5 separate regions of the Mus musculus genome follow, and regions 1, 2, 3 and 4 are each linked to region 5. Evidence: chromatin contacts called from public HiCAR-type and promoter capture Hi-C data. All regions are on one chromosome and are shown on one strand. The core of a region is the stretch at or near the end of the contact, and the rest is flanking DNA. Distances in the headings are between cores, read along the strand shown. Region 1 overlaps Prkca (protein kinase C, alpha). Region 2 overlaps Prkca (protein kinase C, alpha). Region 3 holds the start of Cacng4 (calcium channel, voltage-dependent, gamma subunit 4). Region 4 holds the start of Cacng5 (calcium channel, voltage-dependent, gamma subunit 5). Region 5 holds the start of Wipi1 (WD repeat domain, phosphoinositide interacting 1).

Evidence for each region. Promoter capture Hi-C pulls out the DNA fragments that hold promoters and counts their contacts. HiCAR-type assays count read pairs that join an accessible place to other places.
Region 1: a contact with region 5 is called in a promoter capture Hi-C map of embryonic stem cells, with 5 times the contacts expected there. The contact joins the enhancer-like site here to the promoter of Wipi1 in region 5. A contact is called at or near these places in 3 of 39 promoter capture datasets (embryonic stem cells, hippocampal neurons and liver), 2 of 115 datasets of contacts at active chromatin or transcription factors (astrocytes and embryonic stem cells) and 1 of 9 other capture datasets (embryonic stem cells).
Region 2: a contact with region 5 is called in a HiCAR-type map of astrocytes, with 8 times the contacts expected there. The contact joins the enhancer-like site here to the promoter of Wipi1 in region 5. A contact is called at or near these places in 2 of 484 Hi-C or Micro-C datasets (the G1E-ER4 cell line and the N1E-115 cell line) and 1 of 115 datasets of contacts at active chromatin or transcription factors (astrocytes).
Region 3: a promoter capture Hi-C map of stem cell-derived epiblast-like cells shows a contact between it and region 5, with 5 times the contacts expected there. The contact joins the promoter of Cacng4 here to the promoter of Wipi1 in region 5. A contact is called at or near these places in 2 of 39 promoter capture datasets (cranial neural crest and stem cell-derived epiblast-like cells), 1 of 484 Hi-C or Micro-C datasets (embryonic stem cells) and 1 of 115 datasets of contacts at active chromatin or transcription factors (astrocytes).
Region 4: a contact with region 5 is called in a promoter capture Hi-C map of hippocampal neurons, with 3 times the contacts expected there. The contact joins the promoter of Cacng5 here to the promoter of Wipi1 in region 5. A contact is called at or near these places in 3 of 39 promoter capture datasets (hippocampal neurons, pre-B cells and stem cell-derived epiblast-like cells).

What each region holds. Positions count from the first base shown.
Region 1 is chr11:107,981,005-107,983,704 of GRCm38.p6, forward strand. It overlaps Prkca (protein kinase C, alpha), which reads right to left. Exons shown (of 17, transcript NM_011101.3): 11 at 607-698. Among named protein-coding and RNA genes, the nearest start is that of Mir7223, 14 kb to the right of the region's middle. Within about 2 kb of position 1,352, at least 71 of the 459 cell types and tissues checked have an H3K27ac peak or open chromatin away from gene starts, as enhancers often do. A contact at or near this core is called in embryonic stem cells, where this site is marked.
Region 2 is chr11:108,019,583-108,022,442 of GRCm38.p6, forward strand. All of the region lies in intron 5 of Prkca (protein kinase C, alpha), which reads right to left. Among named protein-coding and RNA genes, the nearest start is that of Mir7223, 24 kb to the left of the region's middle. Within about 2 kb of position 1,394, at least 34 of the 459 cell types and tissues checked have an H3K27ac peak or open chromatin away from gene starts, as enhancers often do. A contact at or near this core is called in astrocytes, where this site is marked.
Region 3 is chr11:107,793,357-107,796,110 of GRCm38.p6, forward strand. It overlaps Cacng4 (calcium channel, voltage-dependent, gamma subunit 4), which reads right to left and starts at 1,350. Exons shown (of 4, transcript NM_019431.4): 1 at 889-1,350. The coding sequence starts at 1,108. It overlaps Gm11650 (predicted gene 11650), which reads left to right and starts at 516. Exons shown (of 2, transcript NR_165828.1): 1 at 516-609; 2 at 1,582-2,497.
Region 4 is chr11:107,913,630-107,916,329 of GRCm38.p6, forward strand. Cacng5 (calcium channel, voltage-dependent, gamma subunit 5) reads right to left here and starts at 1,426. Exons shown (of 6, transcript NM_001199301.1): 1 at 1,271-1,426.
Region 5 is chr11:109,610,101-109,612,836 of GRCm38.p6, forward strand. It overlaps Wipi1 (WD repeat domain, phosphoinositide interacting 1), which reads right to left and starts at 1,289. Exons shown (of 13, transcript NM_145940.2): 1 at 1,133-1,289. The coding sequence starts at 1,212.

The sequences.
Region 1 (2,700 bases), core at 102-2,601, 1.6 Mb before region 5:
GCTGCCCTCCCAGCAGGCTTTGCACTTCTTTGTCCAGCCTCCCCCACCACCTCATGTCACCTAAGCTGAAGGTCACCCCCTGGACTTGGCTCCATATCCTTTCCTTGGCAGGCACCTCTCATCTCTGGGTTGGGCATCCCCCAGTTTTGTGCTGCACCCACTCTCCGACTCTGGAGTGTTAGTGGTACCCTGTGTTGACCTGCACTGTTTCAGCAATGTGTCAGGACTGTTGGATGGCTTTTGCTAATGAGAGCATGGGCTGCCCAAGGGCCTCTCATCACTTTACACTCTTGCTGGATGAGCAGCAAGCAGGGAAGGCTTCCATCCATACGGGTGTTAGTAGGTGATGGGGAGGCAGGCGTCCGTATGTCCAGTCTGCTGAGACTAGAATCACTGGTCCTAAGACATACCTATTATGCACAGGTCCTGTTGGCTCAGCTGCTACTCTGGGAAGTTTCAGAGCTGAGACCCAAGTGAGCAGAGTTGCCCTTGGACATAGTATCTAGAAGGAGTTCTCAGTTGGGAGAATTAGGCTGTTTGAATTTCAAGACTCAAAATAAAAAAAAAAAAAAGAAAGAAAGAAAAATGTTAATAAAGATTACTCACACTGCTTGTGGCTCCTTAAATTTCCCGACTTGCTGAATGTGGTACATGAGGTCCCCGCCGTTGACGTATTCCATGACGAAGTACAGCCGGTCCTGGAGACCAAGGTTTACACGTGAGGAGGGTCCCTCCCCAGCAGAGCTTATCAGCTTTGCTTTCATATTAGCAAACACAGGGTGACCTTGACAGATCTGCTCTTCACTGAGTGGGGGATAATGTGCATCCGTACATCTGCAGGTGACGGACGCTGCTAACAGGTCAGCCTACTGGTAGTTATGCACCTCATTACAGTAAAGGCCTCAAACATTCTTTCCCTTCCCCCACACAGACTTCCCCGTACGGACAGTTCGTCTCTCAATCAGGGGTGATATGAAGACCCTATACGGGGCCTGTCATTCCATCTTAACCCCTGTTATCAATGGTGCGCATGCGTAAAAGATAGCCTGCGACTTCCAGGAGCTATGCTGGGCTAATGCAGTAAGGTGCGTAAATGGATGCTTCTGAAAACATATCTTTTGGGGTTATATTGAACTCATAAATTACGCACATGTAATGATATTTAGTGGGTGGAAGAGAGGGGTTCACCATAAAAGGAGATTTTAATCAATGTTCTTTTGCCTCCAGAATGTGCTCAAATATTGCCTTTTTCTAAATATTTTCTGTCACTGGTATGCTAAGAGCTGGCCCCACGGAGAGCATATATCATGGAGCCAAGTAAGTCTGCATAGTTATGAGGCCATTATGCTGGGACAGATGGGGACATTATGCCAGGCAGTTTAATGGGAGGACAACCAGCAGCACAACAGAGCATGGTAAGAGCTGACCTCTGCTAGAGTCTAGAAAGCAACCCCCCTTACACACCGGGGCTATTAAACATTCAAGTGTAGCTCCAGGAGGGAGAGATGACGGAGCTGGTGTCAACAGCCCCGAAGTGGCTATGGGAACCCCCGGCTCTGGATTCAATTCCTTCTTCGCAGTTTCTTCGCAGTTTTCCAGAGCTGCACGGGTGCCCGTGGGCTCACAGAACAGGGCTGAGATTGTGTTCTCCCTCCTAACCTTCCCACCAGTTCTCTCTGGAGCTCTGAGAGGGCTGGAGCCGACTGCATGACCAGTGCAAGGCTGACACACAGCGGCCGCTGCCAACATTGCATGCTTGGCGCACGCCGAGTCCACAAAAATCCCCCATTTTGAGACTCCAAGCTTCTCAAGGCATCTTGTTCCCCAAGATTTTAAAAGGAGAGGCCTAAGCACGGATCATTTTTCCATCACAGGGAAGTTTTACATGAGACGGTGACTGTAACACTAGCTGTCAGGGGAGTGAGATCTGACAGCGGCTGCTTGGAGAGTGGGGCTTGGAGGTGGGGAACCCCTCAGCTCATCGCTGCATCTTAGAATGCATGTCAGTGTGGGGAGACCAGGAAGCCCCACAGCTGGTGTCTTTGTAGTTTGAACATTTCTTTTACATTTTACTTTGCGCCTAAGGTCAGCAGAACTTTTTCCTGTAAACGGTCAGATTGTAGGGGCAAGGTTTGTGTGTTTCTTACAACTCCTCACAGCCTTCACAGTCGGGAAGCTGCTGTGGGTGACAGGAAAGTGGAGGGGTGTAGCTTTGTCCTTAGAATGTTAAATTTTGAATTTCATATGCGAGGAAATATTATAATCTGGGCTTATTTCTTGTGACCTTTCTCACAGCTCTCGGGCTGCTGGACAGGTCACAGCTTGCTCCTCCTGCTGTGTCATTATACAGAGACAGCTCCTCAGAAAACAAAGTGTCCTGGCACACCAATGCTGGGCGTGGCAGCAGCAGGATGGGGGAGGGGGTTGTCTGTAAAAGGCAGGGCTGGCTAGCTATGGTGGCACACACCTTTAATCACAGCATGTGGGAGGCAGAGGCTGGCAGATCTCTGAGTTCAAGGCCAGCCTGGTTTGCTTAAAAAGAGAAGGCAGGGCTGTGAATCCACAACTGCTTTGCGAAAGTCTTAGCCCAGGGCCTACAGGAAGAAGACCTCTCACGTACAGCCACTTGGAGGACCTTAATGGACACCCAGATCCTCCCACGTGCAGGCCCCTTATTTAAAGTGGTTTGGTATTTGTATT
Region 2 (2,860 bases), core at 144-2,643, 1.6 Mb before region 5:
TATCAGGTCGGATTATCCCTTGAACTGTGAGCTAATAGAAATCCTTTTTCCTTAAGTGGCTTTTGTCAGAATATGTTATCATACTACCAGGGAAAGAAATTAAGACAGTGCCCCAGACAAATGAATGGAGCAACAGCCTCAGTCACAGGCCAATGATGTTGCCCAGGTCCTGATAGAGGCAAGGACTCGGGCAAACTGGTAGTGGTGACATCACTAGGCTTTCTCTGATATAAGTATGGTGCTCCTCCAGATATGAGTCCTTATGGGGGTTTAATGAACATTGAGGAATGCTTAGGGATCGATCAGCTACAAGCTGCTTGAGTGGCCGCCATGGATGTGTTTGGCTTCCCATGGACCTGTGACTGAGACCCTGTGCTGGGGTTAAACATTTGCCTGCCACCATTAGCTTTTTGGCTTCAGACACGCTTTCCAATATGGCAGACAATTTATTTGTAGAGTAGAGACAGCTTTGCTGCCGATCACACAGGGTGACTATGAGAACTAAAGGCTTGGATACATGTAAAATGTACAAAGAACACCTGGACAAGTGACAGTGGTACACAGCTTCACACTGCTGCTGTTACTACCAGGAGTGCTGATGGTAAGTCAGCGTTTGCGTCTGAATCACAGTCACCAAGGCTACTGCTGCCACCAGCACCACCCAACCCAGCCCAGCCCAGGAAGCCAGGAGTGAAAGGATGAAGGCCCCAAGACTGGTTCCTCCAGAATCCATATGACGAATGGTGAGACATGCTTACAACTCAGTGCAACGGATGGAGAGACAGGAGGATACGTACGTCTTGCCAGTCCAGCCTACACAGTCTCAGACCAACAAGAGGGTTTATCTCAAATAGGATGCAACCGCTGGAATGACACCCAAAGTTACCTCCAGACTCTGCATATACATGTACACACAGGTACACACATGCATAGGTATGTATATCCCTCCCTACCTAAGTATAATAAAGAGACAGACATACAGGCCTGGAATTTCCAGACCACAGGGTAAAGCTGGAATACTCAGCTCCCAAGTGTTCCAAAATAATGTGAGATTAAAAAAAAAATCAATGCAATTCTTAATCCAGCAGAAAATGTTGCAGATGGCCTCTTAGTTCAGAGACTGTGTAGTATGAATTATGAAGTACAAATGATGAAACCAACACTCATGAATACATAGCTAATATGGAGGCTAGATACAGGCCAACACCACAGAATGTACCCAGCATGCCCCACCTATTCCATCTCCTGGTATCCCTGTGGATTTCAAACTCTCTCCCCGGTTGCCAGGAGGCGCCATGGCTGGGAACAGGTCAGAAGAGGAGCACACAGAGGCTCCGGCAGATCCATCCACACACACACACACCAGAGGCTTTGTGGAGCACACAGCTGCATCTTCTTGCCTGCAGCCTGGATGTGTCAGCACTGACCTGCAGTAACCCTGCCCATTCAGGGTTCAGAGCTACAGAGGGACATTGTTTGACTATGCCCAAAAATCAACTGCCTCCAAGTTCAATGACAAGTCAGCCCTTTAAATGATCTGTTTTGCTTTGGAAAATAATTCTCTATTTTTGCTGCTTTTTCCCTTCTGAGAGCACCCTTGTTCGTGGCTTCTGCTTACAAGCCAACAGAAAGGACAAAGGCTCAAGCCATGGGCTCACTGTAAAAGCCAGGATTGTTCTCTTTGAGCTGACCTGGCGGTGGCCTCCCACATCCATCTCTGCCCAACAGTTGAAAACAAGAGTAAACGAATTTTATAACCCACTCGTCACTATGTGTAAGCAAAAGTCATGTTCTCTGACACAGCAGAAAAACAACAGCAAGGTTTTTTTGCTTGAGGTGACCAATGGCAAAAGATAGAAATTCAAGATTGCAGAGGGTGGGAGTGGGCAGATGAACACAGAAAATGGTGAGGTCTAGTATCCAAGGCCCACAGAGCCTGGGGTCATGTGACAACAGGTGAGAAGATGGAGGTAACTGCCAAGTCCATGCACCATGTCTTTGTAACAAAGGAGACACTGAGGAAATTAGCCATTCCAATGACGACCAGACTATTCTTTGTAGTTGTGGACCTACAAATTGATATCTTGTGAAAGTATGATCAAATTTGAATATAAATTTAATACCAGAGAAACTAGATGGGATTTCAGAGCTTATGCAGAGCTGTGTGTAAGAAGAGGAGGAAGAGGGGGATGGGAGAAAGGGAATCAGGAAAGAGAAGAGTGAGGAGAGAGAGAGAGAGAGCACTTCTCCACCGAGCATGTTCAATGAGCCATGTGGTTCTGAGATCGAGGGTGAATGAAGGTCCTTGGTTCTCTGGTGTCCAAGAAGATAATAAATATCATGGTGGTAATGGTGGGTAGCAACATTTTGGGAGAGGTCACTAAGTGATTGCCATTGTTTTGAGTTCATTACAATAGCCAGGAGCTGTGCTAGTGGGACCCAAGGGTGGGCAAGAGGCTGAATAACAAGCCCACTACATAAAGATTATGAGTGGCCAAGCCAGGACAAGCCTGTAATCTTATAGATCCCACCCAAGCATCACTTGTCTCAGAGTAGACATAGTCCCAGAGAAGAGGTGGTGAAATTGGCCCCAGCTAAGGTGAGGTGAGGGGTAAGAGATGAGACCAAATACCCTTCGTTTGGGAGGTGGGTGACAGTGGTCAGAGCACAGAGGGCCAAGTGAACACACAACAGGACCAGGGTCAATCCAGGGCTGTACCTGGATGGAGGGGAAAGGGTATAGACCGCATGTTTGCCTGATGCCTTGAAGTTGGCAAAGGGGACTCTAGTACCTGACTTAGAGTTGTGACCCTAGTGGCTTCTGGGGTTCAATTGCCAAACTGATAGGGTGTTCAGGATA
Region 3 (2,754 bases), core at 100-2,599, 1.8 Mb before region 5:
CTCTAGATGCATTTCAACCGAAGCACACCTCTCAAGTCTCTGTATACTAGGGGGGTCACAGAGCCCCGCCCTGCCCTAACAGCGACCACGCCCCTCCCAGCCCACTCTTGGTCCGCTGTTGACTCTCCTCTCCCCAGTTTGGTTCCTACGGAGGTCTCTTGCCGACTTCGTGCTGAGGGGCAGTGACCCAGGGCTTGCTGCCTCAGTTACGGGAGACGCGGCGCGGTTCCCCTCTTGTACCCATCGCGCAGAGAGGAGTGAGTCTGTGGTGTCAGGGATCAAGAGAAGGCCGGCCGGCTGGAGCTACCTGGCTCCCCCAGAACCGCTTGGGGCCCAACCTGTACCCCGCCCTTACCCTCTCAGTTGGGGGCTTGGAGTGAGCGCCTAGCTGCCCCGGGGCTCCCCGCCCCCGGCCGGCCCCGCCCCAGGATGGCCAGTTCCCATAGCAATCGCACAGACACCGGTTGCCAAGCAACCCCTCCCCCTCCTCCCGCGTCCGCTTTCCCCCCAACCCTAGACTCCTCCCGCCCCCACGCCAGCCTCCACCTCCCCCAGGGGCGCCGGCGAGGCCCCTGGGGATCGCTCCGCTCTCGGGTTGCGCGCGCGTGCGTGAGTTTCTGTGTGTTTCATTGTGTCTGTGCGCGAGGGGGTGTGCGCGTGCGAGCCGAGAGTTTGTGGGATCGGTGTGTTGGGGAGGTCCCCAGCCTAGAGGGACCCGAGGCTGCTGCGCCCGTGTCCACTCGGGAACCCACCCTCCCAGCTTTAGGTTCTTTGTGTCTCGCGTGGAGCCAGCGCCGCGCCCACCCCTCCCCCGGCCCACTCCCCGGGGCAATGTGTGCGTGTGCATGTGTGCGTGTTATGTGTGTGCGTTGGGGGTAGGGGTCCTACCTTCGATGCAACACACCCGCCACAGTCCCGAATGGGTGAGGTCGCCGCGAGCGCGGCGGGGCGGGGGCCCGTCGTCCATGGTCAGGTTGGTGCCGTTGCAGATGTGCGCGCTGGAGTACAGCCAGTAGTCGGTGCCGATGGCGATGGCCATGAGCGAGAAGGCGGCGAAGGCTCCGGCCGTGGTCAGCAGCATCTGCAGCCCGCGGTCGCATCGCACCATGGTGGGCGCCTCATAGTCCGCCGCCCGCCGGCCCGGCCCGCCGCGCCCGCCCGCCCTCCTCCCTCGGCGCGCGGCTCCGGGGGCTCCAGGGGCTGGGGGGCCGAGGGCCGGGGGGCGGCGCCGCGCTGCGCGCTCCGACCCCGCGCCCCGGGCGTGCCTGCGCTCCGGCTGCGCGGGGCTCAAACTCCGAGGCGCGGCGGCGAGTGAGGGCTGCGCGGGCTACGCGGGCCGCCGGGCGGGCTGGCGGCGGCGGCAGCGGCGGCGGTGGCGGCCGGGGGCTCCTCCCTCTCGGCCCGCCCTCCCCTCCGCTCTTGGCCCGCGCCCTCCGCGCCTCCACCCACCGCCCGCCGCCCGGCGCGCTCTCTCGGCGCCGCCCCTCCGCCTCTGGCCCCGCGCTCGCTCTCCCACGGCCGGGATTTTCCCTCCCCTCTCTCCCCTCCCTGCGCTCACGCGCGCTCTCTTTTCTCTCCCAGGCTTCATTCACATTATCAGAGCGAAGGAAGCCGAGGGAAAGAAAGATTGGTTCCCTGGAAGGACCCCGGGGAAGCTGCGTCTCCAGTCACCTCTCTTTCCAACCCGGGACAGCCAGGATCTCCTTAGTCCCCAGGATTCTGTATCCCATTCTGTGGGATGGAGATTGCGTCCCCTTTCCTTCTTTCCCCACGGCCTTATGGCTGTACCTGGTTATGAAGGTCTAGGCAGGGATGTACTGTGAGACTCCTCGCGTTTCCAAAGGGCCCAGATGTGGGTCACAGACGGGAGACATTCTTTATGGGCCAAGCCAGATGAAGATCACCTCCATTTCAACCGAAGCAAGCCAAGGGGTTCTAGCAGGCACTGGGGAGCTCTGGACTTCTTCGAAGGGGGACTGAGGATGTGACACACTACAGTCACACTTCTGATAGTCCATTGCTGATAGAGGCAGGAACACCAGCAACTACATTGTAGCCTCCAGCTGTTTCTTCTCCCTGTCCTTCTCTGAACCTTTACTTTTTCTCCGGTTGGCTCTTCCTCAGCCTAACCGGCTCTTCCTCACCTCCCCTTAACCTTGTCAGACTCTGCCTCGGGGCCTCTGGCCTCTTCCCTTAATTGCTTTTGGTGCTGGCAGGGTCCCAAGCTGGATACACTCCGAGCTCCTTGGAGCCAGGCTCCTTCCTTGCCACCCAGTTCCCCTCCTCCCCTGCAGGAGGCCTGAAACCCACGGGGGGGGGGGGAACTCAGGCCATTTCTTACACCCTTGTCCCTGTTGCATCCTCGAGGGTTGTTCTGTGGGCTGCTGTTCTGACCCCCTGGGATTGAAAGAGACACATGGAAAGCTGCTGCCCTTGCAATTTTACCTCCCGGGCCACTTTCCCAGCTTTCCTCAGAGAAAATAAATGAATGACCCCAGCCTCAGAGCACTCACTGTTCTTCCTCTCTGGAGAGTGTGAGCTCCCCCCTCGTATATAGCCGTGTGTGGTAGCAATGTGCAAATGTTTGCCCTGGGAAAAATTATCTTTTGCTGGGAGAAGGGAATATAAACAAATAGAAAAAAAAAACCAGAATAATAAAATGTGAGGGCCAGGCTGACTAGCCCAATCAGCGTTGCTGGCCTTTTCCTCTGCCTTTGGGGGGTGTCTGTTCTGCTTTCCAAAGTTTCAAAGGAC
Region 4 (2,700 bases), core at 176-2,675, 1.7 Mb before region 5:
CCTCTCGGAGAACTAATTTGGCTTTCCTCACTATGTGGCCACCATCCCCAAGTCTAGTGTCTGAGGAAGCCGAGACAGCCCTGGACATTTCTGCGAATGGATACTGTCATGTGTGACCTTACTCTGTTCTCACAACTGACAGCCCAGCTTTACAGAGCCTCCAAGGGGCTCTGTGAATTAGCCAATGCTACACTGTTAGAGGGTGAGCGAATGGGGTTAGAGTCCATGCTTTCTATCACAGACTAAGGCCAGCCTCTTCCAGCTGTATGTGAACAGTTCAGCTACCATGCCCCCAAGCCCTCTCCCAGGTCACAAAACCCTGATGCCTCCAACCTGAGAACGGTTGGAATTTCTGCCACCTGTGTGGCAAGACCAAGTAGAAAGCTATCCATTTCTCAGCATCCTGAGAGCCAGCCTTGAGATGAGACTTGCTCAGCAACCACGGGAGGTACCTGGTATGGTTTTTAAATCCCTGTTCAGCCCCAAGATTTCATTTCACTTTAAAACTGCTCATATGTTGCAGCTCCATCAATTACCATGATAGGATTCCAGTAAAGAGATCCAGTCATTAAATGGGGGCACTTTCGAGTGGCTAGGGGAAAATATAGGGTACTCCTGGGGGGAGGGTTGGTATCTCACACAAAGCATAAAGGGAATCCCCATGCCTTGTGGTGTCCCACCACGGACCTTTATCAGCTCTGGGGCTTTTAGCCAAGCCCCTTTCTCCCATTAGCCCTCCCAGGCATCCCCTCCTGTCGCCTAGGGCAGACAGGAGGAAAGCAAGATAGGCAGAGCGGATGTCCTAAGATGGGCAGGTAACTTGCAGATGGGTGAGACCACTGGGAAGTGAGTCCAATCACAGATCCTGACAGCCTAGGAGAGTTAGGCCCTCAGAGACCCCACAGCCCAGCTCAACAGGTGGCAGAGGCCTTTACTATCCCGCATCCGGGTCATTTCTTCCAGTTTTACTCAAGTCTGTGGTGGGAAAGTGTGGCTTTGGCTTTGGAGTGGGCAAATTGCTCGAAAGCATCGGCAAAGAGGGGGCGTCATGATCCCCAACCCCTGCACACACACACACACACACAGAGAGAGAGAGAGAGAGAGAGAGAGAGAGAGAGAGAGAGAGAGCGCCTGCACGCCCCACCCTGCCCCTGGCTACTCAGTTAAGGAGGCCAGCTCAACGCAGTAGCATTGACTCCACTAGAGATAATCGCTTCCTGGACCCCCGATAAGGCGTGTGTATATCCCTCCTGCTCATCTTTGCTCTTACCTCACGGTCACGACCCCAGACTCGCCTGGAAGGTCCCTTGTGGGCTGCGCGCGGTGAAAGGTGCCGCGCTGCTTGCCGGACGCCCGCCCCGTCCGGTCCGCCGGAGCTGCTCTGCGCCAGCTACCGTGCGGGTGGCCGCCGCTGGAACACTGGACTAGAAGAAGGCGGGGTCTGGGGCGGGGTCTGGGCGGGGCCTGACTTCCCAATGCAGTCAGTTGCGGGTGGGCTTTGGGACAGAAGGATGCTGCCTTCCACCCAGAGGAGAACCCTTGGGGTGGGGAAGCGTCCTCGTGGAGGCTGTAGGTGAAGACTTTGGGGGTTGTCGTAGGAGAAGGGAGGCTTTCCAAACGAGAGCACCTGCCTTGAGTCAGACTTATCGTCCTGTGGCGGCCGCTGCAGTCGGTGGTGGAGAGATTATTCCAGCCCCAGCCAGTTGTTTATTGAGTTCTGAGGGCCAGACACTAGTCAAAACACTTTTCAGGTCTCTGGTCATTTGACCTTCACAACCTTCCCATTTCATGGATGCCAAGGGGAAAGCTCAGACCCAAGGGTGTTCCTGAAGACACACCACAGAACCACATCTGTAGCTCATAGCTGCCTGGCTCTGGCATTAAGCATTTCTTCCTTCTCTAAATTGTTACCTGGCTTCCGTGGCACCGTCAAACTTAATTTCACAGGTTTATGAAGCCCCAGACAATTTGCAGCTGGAGCCATGGTATGGTGAAGGGCGGCTATCCAGCCAGACTGGCTGGGAAGACATATGGCTCACTCTTTCTGGCTGGAACATCAGTCCACCTTCATGTCTCTGAAATGGCAGCTGGTAACTTTGTCCACACATGTGTAAACTTTGCACACAGTAGCATTTGCTGCAAGCTGGAAGCATGCCCTGCAGGGATGTAGGCTTGGGCAGTCTGGCCGCGGGCGTCCTCCAGCAACTTGACTCTTCTGTCAAGTTCCTTCAGGCAATGAAGATGGTTCGTGTGAATGTGTGCTCATGTGTGTGTGAGTTCATGTGTGGTGTGTGTGTGTGTGACACACATGCCCAGTGTGCACACATGTGCGTGCATGCATGCAGTTGGGATCTTGGTACTGGAACTCTGATTAGACTCGGCTGGTCAGCAAGTCCCAGGGATTTTTCCTGTTCCTGCTCCCAGTGTCTGGACTGCAAATATTTGCTAGCATTTTACCAACTCAGCTGTTTCCTCTGCCCAGTGGTCAGTGTCAGACACGGAGATATCAGCAGTGAACACATTTACCCCCAGACTATAAGACATCACTTGTACGAAAGCCCTTTATGGCTAAGGTTGCTTGATCCAGACCGTGGGTGGATACTGCTGTATAGAAACTGCACCACATACTATTGGTTCTCCCTGTGGTATAAGGATGCATTTCTCTTCCTCCTCTGGGCCCAGGAGTCATCAGTGTGGCAA
Region 5 (2,736 bases), core at 39-2,538:
CCAAGCTGTCGAATTACTGGATTATATGATTACACACACAGATTTTTCAAACAAAGACATATTGTTCAGAGCAGGGGTTTTTCAAACAGAAACACAAAGGGAATGAAAACCAGGGCTGCTTATGGCCTTAATTACACCAACGAATGAATGTTCAATATTAGCACAGTTCAGCTAGCAGCAGCCAAGGCACAAGCCTGAAGCTGAGCCCAAACCAGGAACAGAGCAGAAACTGGTACAGCCGGAAGTGGGACACTGGGAAGTGGTCATCCCTGCCCTGATGCTTCAGGGCTCCACATTCCAAAGAGATTAATCCATATGGTCCCCAGGCTGGCTTGCACAAAAACAGGGAAGAAAACAGTAGCTTGTGTCTTAAGATTCAATCCTGCAGATGCCTAGAACTCAGGCAAGCAATCCCTTGTTTATGGACCAAAGTCTAAACGTTGACCATCATAGTGAAACATTAAAAAGCCACTTAAAAGCAACAGGGTGGAGCGCCTGCTTCAGGGATGGGAAGCTGTCTGGGGCAGAGAAAGGGCTCCTGAGCTTCCAGGAGATTCCTGGGACTGGGTGGACAGCGAGTAAACACAGAAAGGCAAATAAAGAAAAGCTTCCTACGGCCAAAGAGACCAGCCAAGATGCCCAGTGCTGGGGCTGGTCGGGCCACAGGGATAGACTGACTGTTTGTCCGAGGCCCTGCCCAAATGCCACGTTGAGATACTCAAGGACAAATGGTAAAGTTTTTCTTCATCTTTCCGACTCTCTGCATCCTCCCTCTTGAGTCAAGTTGCACATTCCTCCCTTCCCTCACCTTTGTTTTGGTCCCTGATCTCCCTTTCGGTCACTAGGTGGCCCACACCAAGTCCCTCCCCCACATTCAAGGTCCCCCCTCCGCCCTCCTTGCTGACTTGTTTGGGTCACCCTAGCCGGCTCTTTCTGGCAGGCGCTGGCTGGCAGTCGTCTGGGTGGGCTCAAACCCCTACAGCCGAGCAACGCCGCGACACAGGCTGCCCTGCCGAGGTACCATCGGCGCGCAGGCCCCGGCTAGCCACCAGTTGCGTTACAGGACAACACCCTTTGGTGGCGACATTCTGTCCCCCACTTCCCTGGCCAGGGGGCTGGCGCCGTGGCTTACGTGCAGTCTTGGTTGAAAGAGAAGCAGCTGAGCGCCGCCTCCACTCGGCCCGGAGGGGCATCTGCGGCTTCGGCCTCCATCGGGGGCTCGACCCGAGAAGCCGCAGCTCTGAGCGGGGGACAGCCACCTCAGCAGCCCGCCCGCGCCGGCTCCGTGGGCCGGCTTGCCGCGTCGGTCCCGCCCCGGGCTCGCCTCCAGACAGACCCCGCCCACTCAGATACCACTTAGCTCCGCCCCTCCATCGTAAGACCCCGCCCTTACACGATTCCCATTTAGCTCCGCCCCACTCCAAACCCCCGCCCCTCCTTCAGAGAATCGGCTGGGTCCTAAAACAGCCAGGCCACGCCCCTGCCTCAAGTACCGCCCCTCTCGGCTCTAGCCCTGCCTGGGACCTTCAGGACCCGCCCTACACATTTCCCACTTAGCCTCGCCCTCTCCACTTCGGGCACCTAGCCCCACCCCCTCACAGCCCTAGCTCCGCCCTGAGCCAACCAGGCCCCGCCCCGAGCCTCCTTCTACCTAGCTTGGTAGCCCCGCCCCCTCTCCAGGCCGTCTCTGTCCCCACCCCGCCTCTTTATCACTGGGAACAGAACTGCTGACCGAACAGAGCCTTCCGCAGACAGCCAGGATTGGCCACCAACTCTTTTAGTCAATCAATAGGGCTAGTGGGCGGGACAGCTGTTGACGACCCGCCCCCTAGTCGGAGAAACCGTTTGCCATTGGCCGAAGGTGCGCGAGGCAAAGGCAGCAGGCCACGTGGTGGTGTTTTCATTGCCAGAGCGTCCAGAGGGTGAGGAGGAGGAGTGGAGCTTCAGGCTTCAAGCCTGCCTTAGCGTCGGAGACAACGCCAAGGAGGCGGGCGGACGCCTGCTTCCTTGCCCGCCCGCTAAGCTTACAGCAGTTGTAGTTGAAATCAGTAGACATCAAAGTCCAGCCGTTTTGGAGAGCCCTTAAGCTTCTCGGAAAAAGATCCCCAGCCGATTAAGAAGCCACATACAGCCCCACAGTTGAGAAAGAGCTCTTGCTAACCCCGACCCTTACATTAACAATATTACCTTGGTATGTTCCTACCCGATTTACTGAAAACCCGGTTAAAGCACTGGCTAGACTATATTATCTAAAACCAACAATACACAGCGGCATGTGAAAGGGTCTTCTTTCAGGACTTGTTATCATACAACTTTGCTCAGCAGTATTTGACCAGACATTCGATTTGTATAGAAAGGAGAGAAACTAGAATACTGTACAAGACAGTACAGCTTGAAGCTCATGTCGTTTGAGATGCATTCTGAAGCAAACTGGAGATTTGCTTCCCAAGCTTGTATACAATTGGTTGTGAGGTGCCTGGTGTGGGTTCTGGGGAACAGAATTCCGCTCATCAGTAAAAACACTGCTGAGCCATCTCTACAGCCTCTGAAATCTTCATCATCGCCATTATTATTACTATGATGATAATGGTGTCACAGTTCTGTAGATTGTGGCAATTCGGTTCATATCCAGCCACCTTGTTTATTATTTATTTATTTTGGATACATTGTCTCAAGCTATAGTCCACCGATCCTCAAGCACTTGGTAACTGATCCTCCTTCCTTGGCTTCCCAGGT